2 separate regions of the Sus scrofa genome follow, and region 1 is linked to region 2. A link is a contact called in public Hi-C data. All regions are on one chromosome and are shown on one strand. Each heading gives the region's core, a stretch centred on a gene start, on an enhancer-like site or on the middle of the called end of the contact. The rest is flanking DNA. Distances are from core to core; before and after follow the strand shown.

Region 1 (5,858 bases), core at 1,030-3,529, 170 kb before region 2:
AAATATCCAACCAAGATGGGGAGAGGGCAGGAAAGAGGACAAAGCAGGAAGCGAGGAGCTGGGCTCTGGGTTGACCCTGTTCTGCCAGGCTGCACTTCTCTCTGAAACTCTCCTCCTACATGAAGTTCATGGTGGCCCTGGCCTTCAATGAATGAGTTACTAATGTTTTCATCTGAACAGCAACTTAGATACTTTCCCAAGTGTCTAGAAACAAACCATACCAAAGATTGGGAGATTGAATCCATACAACACAGCAAAATTTCTTAAATTCATATGTCCTCTCAATATTTCAGGTGAATCCAAAATCCCCTCATGTCCTCAACATGCCAACGCTTGCATCAAATTGGCACCAGCTGGCCAGTCCTTTCTCTCCAGTCCTTTCAAATTCAATCCTCACCCCACCTACTAGAGTAGTTCCCTGCCCTCTCCATGAGTATGAAAATCACGTTTGTTCTCTCTCCTCCTTAGCTCCCGCCCAGATTCTGCTCCAGAGGCTCAGAAAACAGCCTGGAAAAAAGAATTCTCCTTTAGGATGGGTCGGTGAGACGTTGGTTAGCTCTTCTGCTTTCTTATCATCTTGGGCCTGATTTTCTGAATTTGCTGGGAGACATCTATTCACTCATGACTAGATAAGAGGACCTAAAAGACTAAGATATGCCAAAGGGCCTATCCTTGAGGACACTTGGTAGCTCTGCACTGTTTGCAGCCTTTATGTGCATTTTCCCCAATTACCAGGTATCAACAAACCCAATATAATTTAGAACCAACACTGTCACAATGTGTCTCAGCAAACAGTACTCTCCTAAGAAATGGTCAGGGCTTGCTAAACATTAAAGAAAAGAAAGCCAAGATTTAAAAAACTGGATTCCTGAAAGGGAGTAAACTATAAACTATAAAATCTGATGTGGGTACCAGAATCTTATCTATTTAAAGCTTAATCTGCCACTGTCTGGAGCTTAGAAGAAAAAGAAGTACCTGTCCAAAATGACCTTTAGACTCGATTAGAATCTCTGAAGCTGCCATAAGTTTTCTCTCCGACAAGGCAGGTATAAATAACAACGTTGGATCTTCTTTATTAAATTCCTTAAGCTGGTGCCCTGCGGGCCTCAGCATTTTCTTCTCTTTTCTTTTAGGGCCGCACGAATCCAGTGTGGCATACTGGGGTCCCAAGGCTAGGAATGAAATAGGAGCAGCAGCCCTAAGCCACAGCCACAGCCACGCTGGATCCCAGTTGCGTGTGCGACCTACACCACAGCTCACAGCGACACCAGATCCCTAACCCACTGAGGCCAGGGATCCAACCCGCATCCTCATTGCTCCTAGTCGTGTTCCTTAACCACTGAGCCACGAAGGCAGCTCCCCCTCAGCGTTATAATAGCGCCCGCCTGTCCTGGTGAAGACCGAGTCAGTTACACCCACCGGCATAGCTCTGGTAGGGCTCGATCCAGTATCCAGCCCACATCGCGACATCCTTGGGGCACGTTTACCTTTAAAAAAGATCCCAGATTTAATGGACGCTCCAGCCACCACAGCCTCCCAAGACAACACCGACAGAGAGAGGCTAAGGTCAAAGAGTGCTGCGCCCTAGCCCCCGCAAGCCACGCCCCAAACCGCCCGCCACACCTCTAGGCTACGTCCCCAAACCTGCTCGTTACACCTCACAGTCCCTGGGCCCCCCCGCCAAGCCCCTGACCACGCCCCAAGCCTGCGACCTATACCTCCTAGTCAGGCCTCCAAGCCCTGGCCACGCCCGGAGACCACCCGTCGCACTTCCAAACCCGCTAGCTACACTTCCAAGCCTTGCCCCCAGACCGCCTGTCACAGGTCTCGGCCACGCCCCCCCGCCTGGTCAGCCAATGCGAGCCCCGGCACATCCGACCAGGACACGCTCACATGCTAGCCTACTCTGGGCAACCCGAGTGGACAAGCTAGAAGCTGTCTGTAAGGAAGGCTGGTGCCGCCCGGCGGCAGGAGGACTTGGGGATTGGAGCCTCCTTCAGGAGCGTGGTCGGCATGGTCGCGCGGGGAGGTGGGGGAGGGGGCTGTGTAGCTGAGAAGGTTGCTGGTCTGCCTCAGCGTGGGGAGTGGGAAAATTAATAAATTAAAACCTCACTTAAGGTGGAGTGGGAAGCCCCAACCGTTCCCCCAACACTGGAGACCATGCAGGAAGGAGGTCGCCACCTTACTTCCCAGCAGGCTAGGTAGGCTGTCTCTGGGTCCGGCGACAACCCAGCCAGCCAATGGGAAGCCGCTACACTTCCCATGCTCGGCTCCCTCCAATGGGCTCTGATTCTAACAGCCAGCCACGCCCAGCTCCCCTTCACCCTATGAAAGAATTTCCTCTGCTCTGTTCTCTGGATTGGCCTGTAGTTTGCTAAAGTTGCGATTTTTTTGCTGATCATTAATAAACACATTTTTATTATGGTAAAATAATAAGCTGTCTTCTGTTTTATGTCAAGGTGGGGGAAGTGGGGTGGAGGGTAACTGTACTCTTGGGCAGGGTCTGCACATTGGCGTCTGCATCGAAGTTTGCAGCTGGCTTCTGCAAAGAGCAGATCTCACCCTGAACTGCAGACTGCCTTTTTCCTGGGAAAGTGGGTGGTGGATGACGAAGGCCTGCCCTGCAACTGGAATCTCTGGTATTATCGCTTTTTAAAAAGATGAAATGTTAAGAACAGGTAAAAGATCACTTAAAGTCCTCTTTAGGGAACACTGATGCGTTTCATCCAGTGTCGTGGCTTCACCCGCTGCCTCTACTCTGATGGTTCTCAAATTTTTATCTCTGGGGACTGCTCGTTGTGGCTCAATGAAATGAATCTGACTAGCATCCATGAAGACGCAGGTTCAATCCCTGGCCTTGCTAAGTGGGTTAAGGATCTGGTGTTGCCATGAGCTGTGGTGTAAGTAGCTGACGTGACTTGGATCCCCGAGTCACTGTGCCTGTGGTGTAGGCCAGCAGCTGCAGCTCCAATTTGAGCCCTAGCCTGAGAACCTCCATATGCCTTGGGTGCAGCCCTTAAAAAATATATATCTACATAGATGTATAGATATATATATATATAAAATCTCCAGCCCAGACCTTTTCTTTGGCAGACCTCTCAAACCAACAGCTTTCGTTATCCAGATGCTAGTCTCCCTAGTCCCCTCTCTTCCAGCCTTCCCTCTGCAGTCCTTTCCCCTGTACACGGTAGCCTAGATGCGTGAAGGACATAGAAATCTGACATCTCAATCCTCAGCTTGAAGCCCGTGGGCAGCTCACCTTGTTCATGTGGTAAAGTATAAAATCCTAAGCACAGCCTAAAAGGCTCCATTATCTGGCCTGTCTACCCAGCAAACCCCTTGGGTACGCTGGTCATTAAGGCTGCACAATGCTACAAACTGCCAAGGTCCTGGACCTTGACTTGGTCCCCAACTGCCTGGACTGACTCCAGCTTTTCCCCTAGTTCTCACTTATCTTACTGATCCCCATTTCAGTATCACATCCTTAAGAAAGCCTATCCTGAGTTCCCGTCGTGGCGCAGTGGTTAACGAATCCGACTAGGAACCATGAGGTTGCGGGTTCGGTCCCTGCCCTTGCTCAGAGGGTTAACGATCCGGCGTTGCCGTGGGCTGTGGTGTAGGTTGCAGACGCGGCTCGGATCCAGCGTTGCTGTGGCTCTGGCGTAGGCCGGTGGCTACAGCTCCGAAGACCCCTAGCCTGGGAACCTCCATATGCCGCGGGAGCGGCCCAGGAAATAGCAACAACAACAACAACAACAACAAAAAGACAAAAAAAAAAAGAAAGCCTTTCCTGGAGTTCCTGTCACGGCACAGTGGTTAACAAATCTGACTAGGAACCATGAGGTTGTGGGTTCGATCCCTGGTCTCACACAGTGGGTTAAGGATCTGGCGTTGCCGTGAGCTGTAGTGTAGGTCGCAGACGAAGCTCGGATCCTACGTTGCTGTGGCTCTGGCGTAGGCTGGCAGCTACAGCTCTGATTTGACCCCTAGCCTGGGAATCTCCATATGCCATTGGTGCGGCCCTAGAAAAGGCAAAAAGACAAAAAAAGAAAAAGAAAAGAAAAGCCTTTCCTGAACTCCTTAAACTAAGTGTGTTCCTGCTAAATGTTCTCTTAATACTCTAAACCCTTTACCCGAAGGACTTTGTCATGAATCCAAATTCAGTGTATGGTTTTCTGTGTAATTCAGGAATTCTGCTAGACAACACTCCATGAGGGCAGGGACTTAGTCTTATTTATTGCTCTATTCCCAGCGTTTGATATCCTGTCTGGCCTGCTCAATAAATATTTGTTGAATAACTAAAGAATAAATGGCAGAAGATCTAAACAGACAGTTCTCCAAAGAAGACATACAAATGGCCATGAAACACATGAAACAATGTTCAACATCGCTCATTATTAGAGAGATGCAAATCAAAACCACTCTGAGGTACCACCTTACACCAGCCAGAATGGCCATCATCCAAAAGTCTACAAACAATAAGTGCTGGAGAGGGTGTGGAGAAAAAGGAACCCCATTACACTGTTGGTGGGATTGTAAATTGGTGCAACCACTGTGGAAAGCAGTATGGAGATTCCTCAGAAAACTAAACATAGAACTACCATTGGACCAGCAATCCCACTCCTGGGCATCTACCCAGAGAAAACCACGACTCGCAAAGACACATGTACTCCAATGTTCATTGCAGCTCTCTTTTCAATAGCCAAGACATGGAAACAACCTAAATGTCCATCGACAGAGGAGTAGATCAAGAAGAAGTGGTACATATACACAAAGGAATATTACTCGGCCATTAAAAAGAACGAAATACCAGCATTTTTTGCAACATGAATGGACCTAGAAACTATCATGCTAAGTGAAGTCAGCTGTACAATGAGACACCAACATCCAATGCTTTCACTGACATGTGGAATCTGAAAAAAAGGACAGACTGAACTTCTTAGCAGAACAGATGCTGACTCACAGACTTTGAAAAACTTATGGTCTCTGGAGGAGACAGTTTGGGGGGTGGGGGGATGTGCCTGGGCTGTGGGATGGAAATCCTGTGAAATCAGATTGTTATGATCATTGTACAACTACAGATGTGATAAATTCATTTGAGTAATAAAACATTTAAAAAAAAGAATAAATGAAATACAAGTAAGAGAGGAAGGCTTCTTAGAATTGTCTGGGAGTTCCCACTGTGGCACAGTAGGTTAAAACCTGGCATTGTCTCTATGGCAGCATGGGTTTGATCCCCAGTCTGGTTAAGAATCAGGCACACTGCAGCTGTGGCATAGGTTGAAGCTATAGCTTGGATTCAGTCCCTGGCCCTAGAACTTTCATGTGCTGCCAGTGCAGCCAAAGGAAAGAAAACAAAACAAAAAAACCCAAAAAACTGTCTGGACAGTCTAGACTGAAAGAAGACATAGAGTTTTTTGAGGGTTTTTTCTTTTTTCTGACTGTTCCTCTGACATACAGAAGTTCCCCAGACATGGGAGCGAACTCAAGCCATTGCAGTGACAATGCTGGATCCTTAACCTACTGAGCCACCAGGGAACTCTGGACAGAGTTTTACTATACTATCTCAAGATCATAAAAAATCTCTTGAAAAAGCATTGCCTTGGGCGTTCCCTTGTGGTGAGTCGGTTAAGTATCTGGCAGCAGTCTGGGTCACTGTTATGGTACGAATTCCATCCCTGGCCTGGGAACTTTTGCATGCCACAGGTGTGGCCAAAAAAATAAAACAAAGGAAAGAAAGAAAAAGCATTGCCTTGCAAAATGAGTACTACCAGTAGTCACAAAAGATTATTTGTAATTTTATTACCATCCAACTATTTACCCAGAGGGCTCTACTGATTTTGGTCCAACAAGAAGAA
Region 2 (6,298 bases), core at 636-3,135:
GGATTGCTCAGCAGAGATGGAGTCTCTGAGTCTCCCATCTCATCTCAGTTTACCTAACTGACCCCTCAGCAACTGCCCCTGAGCAGGGCTGGGGAGGTGAAGGAGCCTGCCACTGCCACCTCCTGGTGGGGGGGGGTGCCTCCCAGCAGAGTCACTGCCACATGCACCAATCAAGGTCCATTTACAATAGCCACTTGCTCCAAACCTTGGCCTTGAGTCCAGAACTCAGGAAACTAGTGTCTGTGCAGCCCCAGGAGAGGGAGGAGAATGGGAATTACAAAGGCCAAGTAAAATCCATCCCAGTGCAAATCCGGCTCCAGATGAGGTGACAAAGGTGACAAAGGGAGTCCATGACCAGAGAGCCCTGGCTGAAGAGCCAGAAACCAGAAAGAAGGAGGTGGGCTGGGAGGGAGCTGCACTGGTCATCGAAAACCTCTGAAGTATAAACATGCCACGGCAGGCGCTGGCCCAGCCACTCTGTGGTTTGGGGGACTTCCAGGGGCTCAGAGAGACCCCAGCTTGCCCTTCTGGAAGTCCTGGTCATCCCTGCCGAAGCCCAGGACCCCTTGAGCACCCGCCCACCTCATTCCCCCGGCCCCTGACCAGACGCTGGGCTGCCCTCTGCTCCCCCAGCCCCAGCGCCCAACCTGAGATGAGCGGGCGAGTGTGGGAGCCCCCTAGACTCGGCTCGAGCGGTGGGAGGAGGGCGCAGGACGCGCTTGGGCTCCGCGTTTGCAGAATTCCAGGCTGCTCGCGGGGCTCCCTCTCCAGGATTCAGATCATGGCCTGGCCAGAGAAGGCAAGGCTGGGAGGGCTGCCGCGCGAGCATGTTTGCGAGTGTGTGTGTGTGTGTGTGTGTCTGTGCAACGCTAGTCTGCATGCACTGATGTGTACAGGCGGCGACGTCCCCTGAGCTTGGGAGGGGCGGCAGGAAGGGGAGAGGAAAGGACACCCGCGCGCCCAAGACTCTCCCACGTCCCGCCCCCTCTTCGCGGAACCGGATGCGCCCACGGCCAGCCAGGGTGGGCGCCTGGGAGATTCCTGGTCACCCAAGTCAGGTGCACCCACTCTTATCTCCCGCCCAGGTCACACTTCACAGGTCGCGGATGCCGCTTTGCCGCACCTGTCTTTCCTCTTACCTGGGCTCCTGCAGATTCGACGCGGACAGACGGGGCGGCAGCCGGGACCAGGCCACCGCCGCTCGGACCTCCATGAAAGCGCACGAAGCAGTCGGAACCCTAGCGCGCCTCCGGCAGGGTGCCGGTCCCCCAGGGAACTCGGAGCCTGGCTGGGGGCTAGGGGCGGTGCCCATCCTCGCCCCGCCCCCGATGGCGGAGGGGGTGGGGGATAGGGGCACCTAAATGTTCTTCTGGAATCTCCTTTGCTCCCACCCCTCCCAGCACTGGAGTAGAGACTACGCGCGCAGGGCTACTGCCTCTTCGGGACAGGTACCTGCGTCCCTCCTTCCCTGCTCCCGCCGCAGACGCTCGGGTACAGACCCCTGCGCCCCTCACGCCCTTTCTCCTGCATCAGGACCTTACGGGGTAGACCCTCGGTCCCCGCTACGATCCCGAGAGGCTGCATTGTAGACCTCTCCCCACGCCGCGCCCGCACCCAGTTTCCTCTCTGGCCTCGGGACCCTCCGGCGTAGATTCTCCTGTCCCTGCTCCTGCTGGGGACCCACGGGTGTAGAACCCTCCCGCCCCCGCTCTTGCATCGGGATCCTCGGTTGCAGAATCCCCGCACCCCGGGACCCTCCCGGGTAGATCTTCCGCCCCACCGCGCATAACTTTACCTCGGGGCTGGACTCCGCGGGCTGCCGCTCTGCTTGCCCAGCCGGCGGCCTCCTCGGGGCGGAGCGCGGCGTCTCCGGAGCCCGCAGCCCGCGGAGTCCGGCACCGCCCCGCGCGCCGCCCCCGGCCCGGCCCGGCCTCAGCAATCCGCCTGGCTACGGTGGCGCGGCGCCCCCTCGCGCCTGGCCTCTGGTCCCTAGGGCGAGCGGACCCCGGGCGCGGCTGCAGGGCGGGAACCGGGAGCTCAGGGGCGTGTGTACTCAGAGCGAACTCTCCCGGGCGCACAGCGCTGGCCGGGATTTGCGCACCGCGCCCACCGACGCGACTGGCACACGCGCTCACTCGCAAACACTTGCAAACACATACAGCGGCAGCTCCAGAGGCACAGACCCTCCCAATCCTCCTGCCCCAACCACACCCCACAGCGGCCCTTCCAGCAGAGGGGCGGGCGGGGCGCTCCACGCGCGCGCGCGGGCGCACGAGCCGGGAGGAGGGTCTGGAAACTCTAGCCAGGTCACCTGAGACCCTGCTTTTCTGGGACAGCACTGCCCCTTGCACACCTGAAGGGTGCGTCTAGGATTACTGACAGCCTCTGTGAGGGCTGTTTCATCATTTGCATTCACAGGATGGAGGTGTTCCTCTCCAGATTGAGCCTGAGCACCGAGACCTTGGAAAGGTTTTTTCCCTCAGAAACACTCTTTTTTTTTGGGGGGGGGAGTGTCTTTAAAAAAAATATTTATTTATTTATTTATTTTTCAGGGCCTTACTTGCAGTATATAGAAGTTCCCAGGCTTGGGGTGGAATCAGACCTGTAGCTGCCGGCCTACATCACAGCCACAGCAACACCAGATCTGAGCTGTGTCTGCAACCTACCCCACAGGTCACGGCAACCCCGGATCCTTAAACCCATTGATCGAGGCCAGGGATTGATCCCGCGTCCTCACAGATTCTAGTCAGGTTGATTACCCATGAGCCACAACAGAACTCCCAGAAATATTCTTTGAATATCAGAGAGGGAAAGGCCTGGCCACCCCTGTCCTGAAAAGGCCACCTCTCCCACAGGAAGTGATGACATCTGAGTGCCAGTCTGTCCCCTGTTTTGCTCAGCTTTATCAGTTAGCAGTCTTCCCTCGGTTGAGCAGAATCTGTTGCGGGGAGGGATTCCCCTCACCCCTGGATATTTGTAGCTTCTGAGACAGAACCAGAGGACCCCTTTTAACAGAGAAGGCCCCACCCCTGAGAAACACTAAGAGATAAGCAAATGAGACAACTCATGGAAAGCTCTTAGCAGGGCCTGACACCCAGCAAATGCCCAGCAGCTGGTAGTTTTATTTACATGAGTATGATTGTGGGTGGTATGCATGATTTCTCAGGCTAAATATTCCCCAGACCCTTGTCCTTCCTGGGTGAGGGGGGTAGAGCAATTTCCAGACTCAGCTCCACCCTTGCTGCCCCTGCAGGGTGCACTTTGTTTCCAGCTCTCAGTGGTGATATGCAGAAGCAATGAATCCATCCCCTCCTGGCTCCAGACATGCAGAACTAATTGCTTGGTTATAGAGAGAGGGAATTGGCTTATATGAAAGAATACCCACAATGGACACATTTTATCTTCAGGTATCAGGCAGCCCTCTGGCAGAGTCTGGGCTGAGTGACCCGTTTCACTCTGTATGTCTGATCGTTTTGAAATCACAGTTAGGCAGCATCAATATGGAGCTAATGCTGGGGGTGTTAGACCCTTTGGTGGCCACATATCCAGGGATCCCATTGCTACTGGTATTTGAGAAATGCATTGCTGATTGTCCACAAGGATAGGGACTTAGGGCCAGGGTTGAAGAAGCTGGTACCATCATTCCCAGTAGACCCATCATTGCTGGTTAATGCATTTGCATTTTTGTATAGCTTCTGTTTTAGGAAATGAGCAAACATTTGCAAAATGATTTTGGAACATAATTGCCTCACTGTAGACAATTAGTAAACCTTCTGCGAAAAATACAAAGGAGAAAGTAAGAAATTCCTGTATCCCCATCTCCTTCATTTAGACTTTATCACTGTTACTATTTGAGACTTATTTTGATACCAAAACATTGTGGACTTTTATTTATTTAAAAATTGTTTTTATTTCCCCAGGAAATTATTTTTCTTTCTACTGTACAGCATGGTGACCCAGTTACACATACATGTATACATTCTTTTTTCTCACATTATCATGCTTCATCATAAGTGACTAAACATAGTTCCCAGTGCTACAGAGCAGGATCTCACTGCTAACATTTTGGACTTTTAAAACGGAAGAATGTATTTTTTGTTTGTTTCTATACAAAAATAGCATCACAGTATCTCCTGGATTTTCACTGGATTTAACAGGAAATGAATGTCTTCAATGTTTTCCAGGCTCCAACATCATTTTAAATGATTGCACAGGATTCCGTCTTGTGGCTGGTACCGTACTTTAACTGAAACTCTGTTATGTGACGTCTGTGTTTTCTCCAGTTTGTCACTATTATAAAATACTTCTGCCCAAACAATTTTAGAGGTATATCTTAACCTCCTTTCTTAACTACAGTTAACAAATTGGTAAATACTGACTGGTATGTTATTAGTGGAAAATTCTTGCTGTGAATGTAGTTGAAACTTCATTTAAAGAAGCAAAAAGTTTGCTTACGCATTTATTTATCTCTTGATCTTAGCAGACAGTAAGCCCTTTGTGCAGGGGTATTTTAAAAAAAATTTCCTTATCTTTAGGAGTTCCCATAGTGGCTCAGTGGTTAACAAATCTGACTAGGAACCATGAGGTTGTGGGTTTGATCTCTGGCCTTGCTCAGTGGGTTAAGGATGTGGTGTTGCCATGAGCTGTGGTGTAGGTTGCAGACGCGGCTCGGATCCCGCGTTGCTGTGGCTCTGGCGTAGGCTTGGCAGCTACAGCTCGGATTAGACCCCTAGTCTGGGAACCTCCATATGCCGTGGGTGCGGCCCTAGAAAAGGCAAAAAACACACATACAAAAAAACAAAACAAAACCAAAACAAAACAAAATGAAATTTCCTTATCTTTAGCACGGGCAGAGGGCCTGGCAGCCAAGTATGTGATAGTAACTGTTTACTGTGAACGCATGAGTGAGAAAAGGAATGAATACTATTACAAATATAGGTATCTAATTACTTTCTTTACCAATATTTTCCAAATTATGAATTTTCCTATAATTTTTACCTATAATTTATCTATAATTTTTTACCTATAATTTTTAGGAATTTTCATTTATTGTCTCCTTTTCAAAACAAGGTGGTATATTCTCTCTATCTCTCTTTTTTTGATAACAGCTTTATTGAGAAAGAATTTAGATACTATACAATTCATCCCCTTAAAGTGTGTGATTCAGTGGATTCTAGAATGTTCACAGAGTTGTATAACCATCACGGTCAATGATAACGCACTTTCACCTCCCACACAAAGGAGGCCTGTCCCCTGGTGACTGTCTGTCCATCAGTCCATCTGTCCCTCTGGGTTCAAGGTGCAGAGCTCCCTTCTGCTGACATCTCATTTGCTCCTGGGTCTGTCTGCCTTCCAGACGCTTGCATTCTTGCATTTGTCTGTCTCTCTGATCTTGGCTTTTTCACTTTGTCTCCTCTTCCAGAAGGAGTCTGTTTCTGACACTGTCACAGTCCCTTTCCTGTCTGGGGTTCTTCCCACCCAAATCATGGCCTGCCTCTCAGGATTCACTCAGCTGCTACCTGAAGTCCTTCTGTTCCCTGACTTTGATTTCTCTGGAGCATTTGGGCTTGGTCATGTGGCAGCCACTGCACATGTCCTGGGCTCTGTGCTCCCCAAACCTCCCCTTTGTCTACTCATTGCCGGCTGAGGGATCAAAGAGCCCCCATCACAGGAGCACCGGCTCCTTTGAGTCGCTTCAGATCTCCCCCTCTGTCTGCCCCTTTCATCCTCCGCCCAAGCTCCTCAGCTCTGCTTTTTCTCCTTCTGCTGCCTCATCCTCATCTGGGCTGCACATGGGGAAGCCATCGACTGCAGTGCAGGCACGTCGTCCCGGAGGTTCACGAATAGGACGGCCTTTCACTCAGGAAGCAGATGTCCTTCAGAAATGTGTGCACATTCTAATCTTGTGTCTCAGGTCAAAGGCGTCAAAGGCGAGTAACTTTCAGGTGAGCTCTGATTAAAGACAGCTGTGGGTTCCTGCGACAGGTAAGCGACCAGCTTTTCCGGCAAGGCAGGGTCTTACATTTGAGGTTCTTCAAGCCCATGGCACTTCCTGAGACTAGGTCCTCTCATCCTGGCGAGCAGACCACACTCATGGTCCCGGCCCTGGATCCTGGCTGTGCTGCTTTTGGTCTGTGAACTTCAGAATCTGGGCCTCAACGGGCAATTCATGTAACTCTTCTCATTATTGCTTTTGTGCTTATGAAATATTCGTGATCCAGTGAGCCCCGTAATATTTCTTCAGGAGTGGCTCATCATTTAATTTAAACTCACAGTGGAATGCAGCAGGCTTTTGTTG

What was found. Hi-C and Micro-C count contacts between places; a contact is called where the count stands out from the background.
Region 1: a contact with region 2 is called in a Hi-C map of skeletal muscle, with 7 times the contacts expected there. The contact joins the promoter of LOC100157017 here to the promoter of KCNG2 in region 2. A contact is called at or near these places in 1 of 47 Hi-C or Micro-C datasets (skeletal muscle) and 1 of 2 datasets of contacts at active chromatin or transcription factors (skeletal muscle).

The regions. Positions count from the first base shown.
Region 1 is chr6:128,001,256-128,007,113 of Sscrofa11.1, reverse strand. It overlaps LOC100157017, which reads right to left and starts at 2,279. Exons shown (of 7, transcript XM_001924715.6): 1 at 2,114-2,279; 2 at 1,420-1,487. The coding sequence starts at 2,264.
Region 2 is chr6:127,825,619-127,831,916 of Sscrofa11.1, reverse strand. KCNG2 (potassium voltage-gated channel subfamily G member 2) reads right to left here and starts at 1,885. Exons shown (of 4, transcript XM_021096336.1): 1 at 1,796-1,885.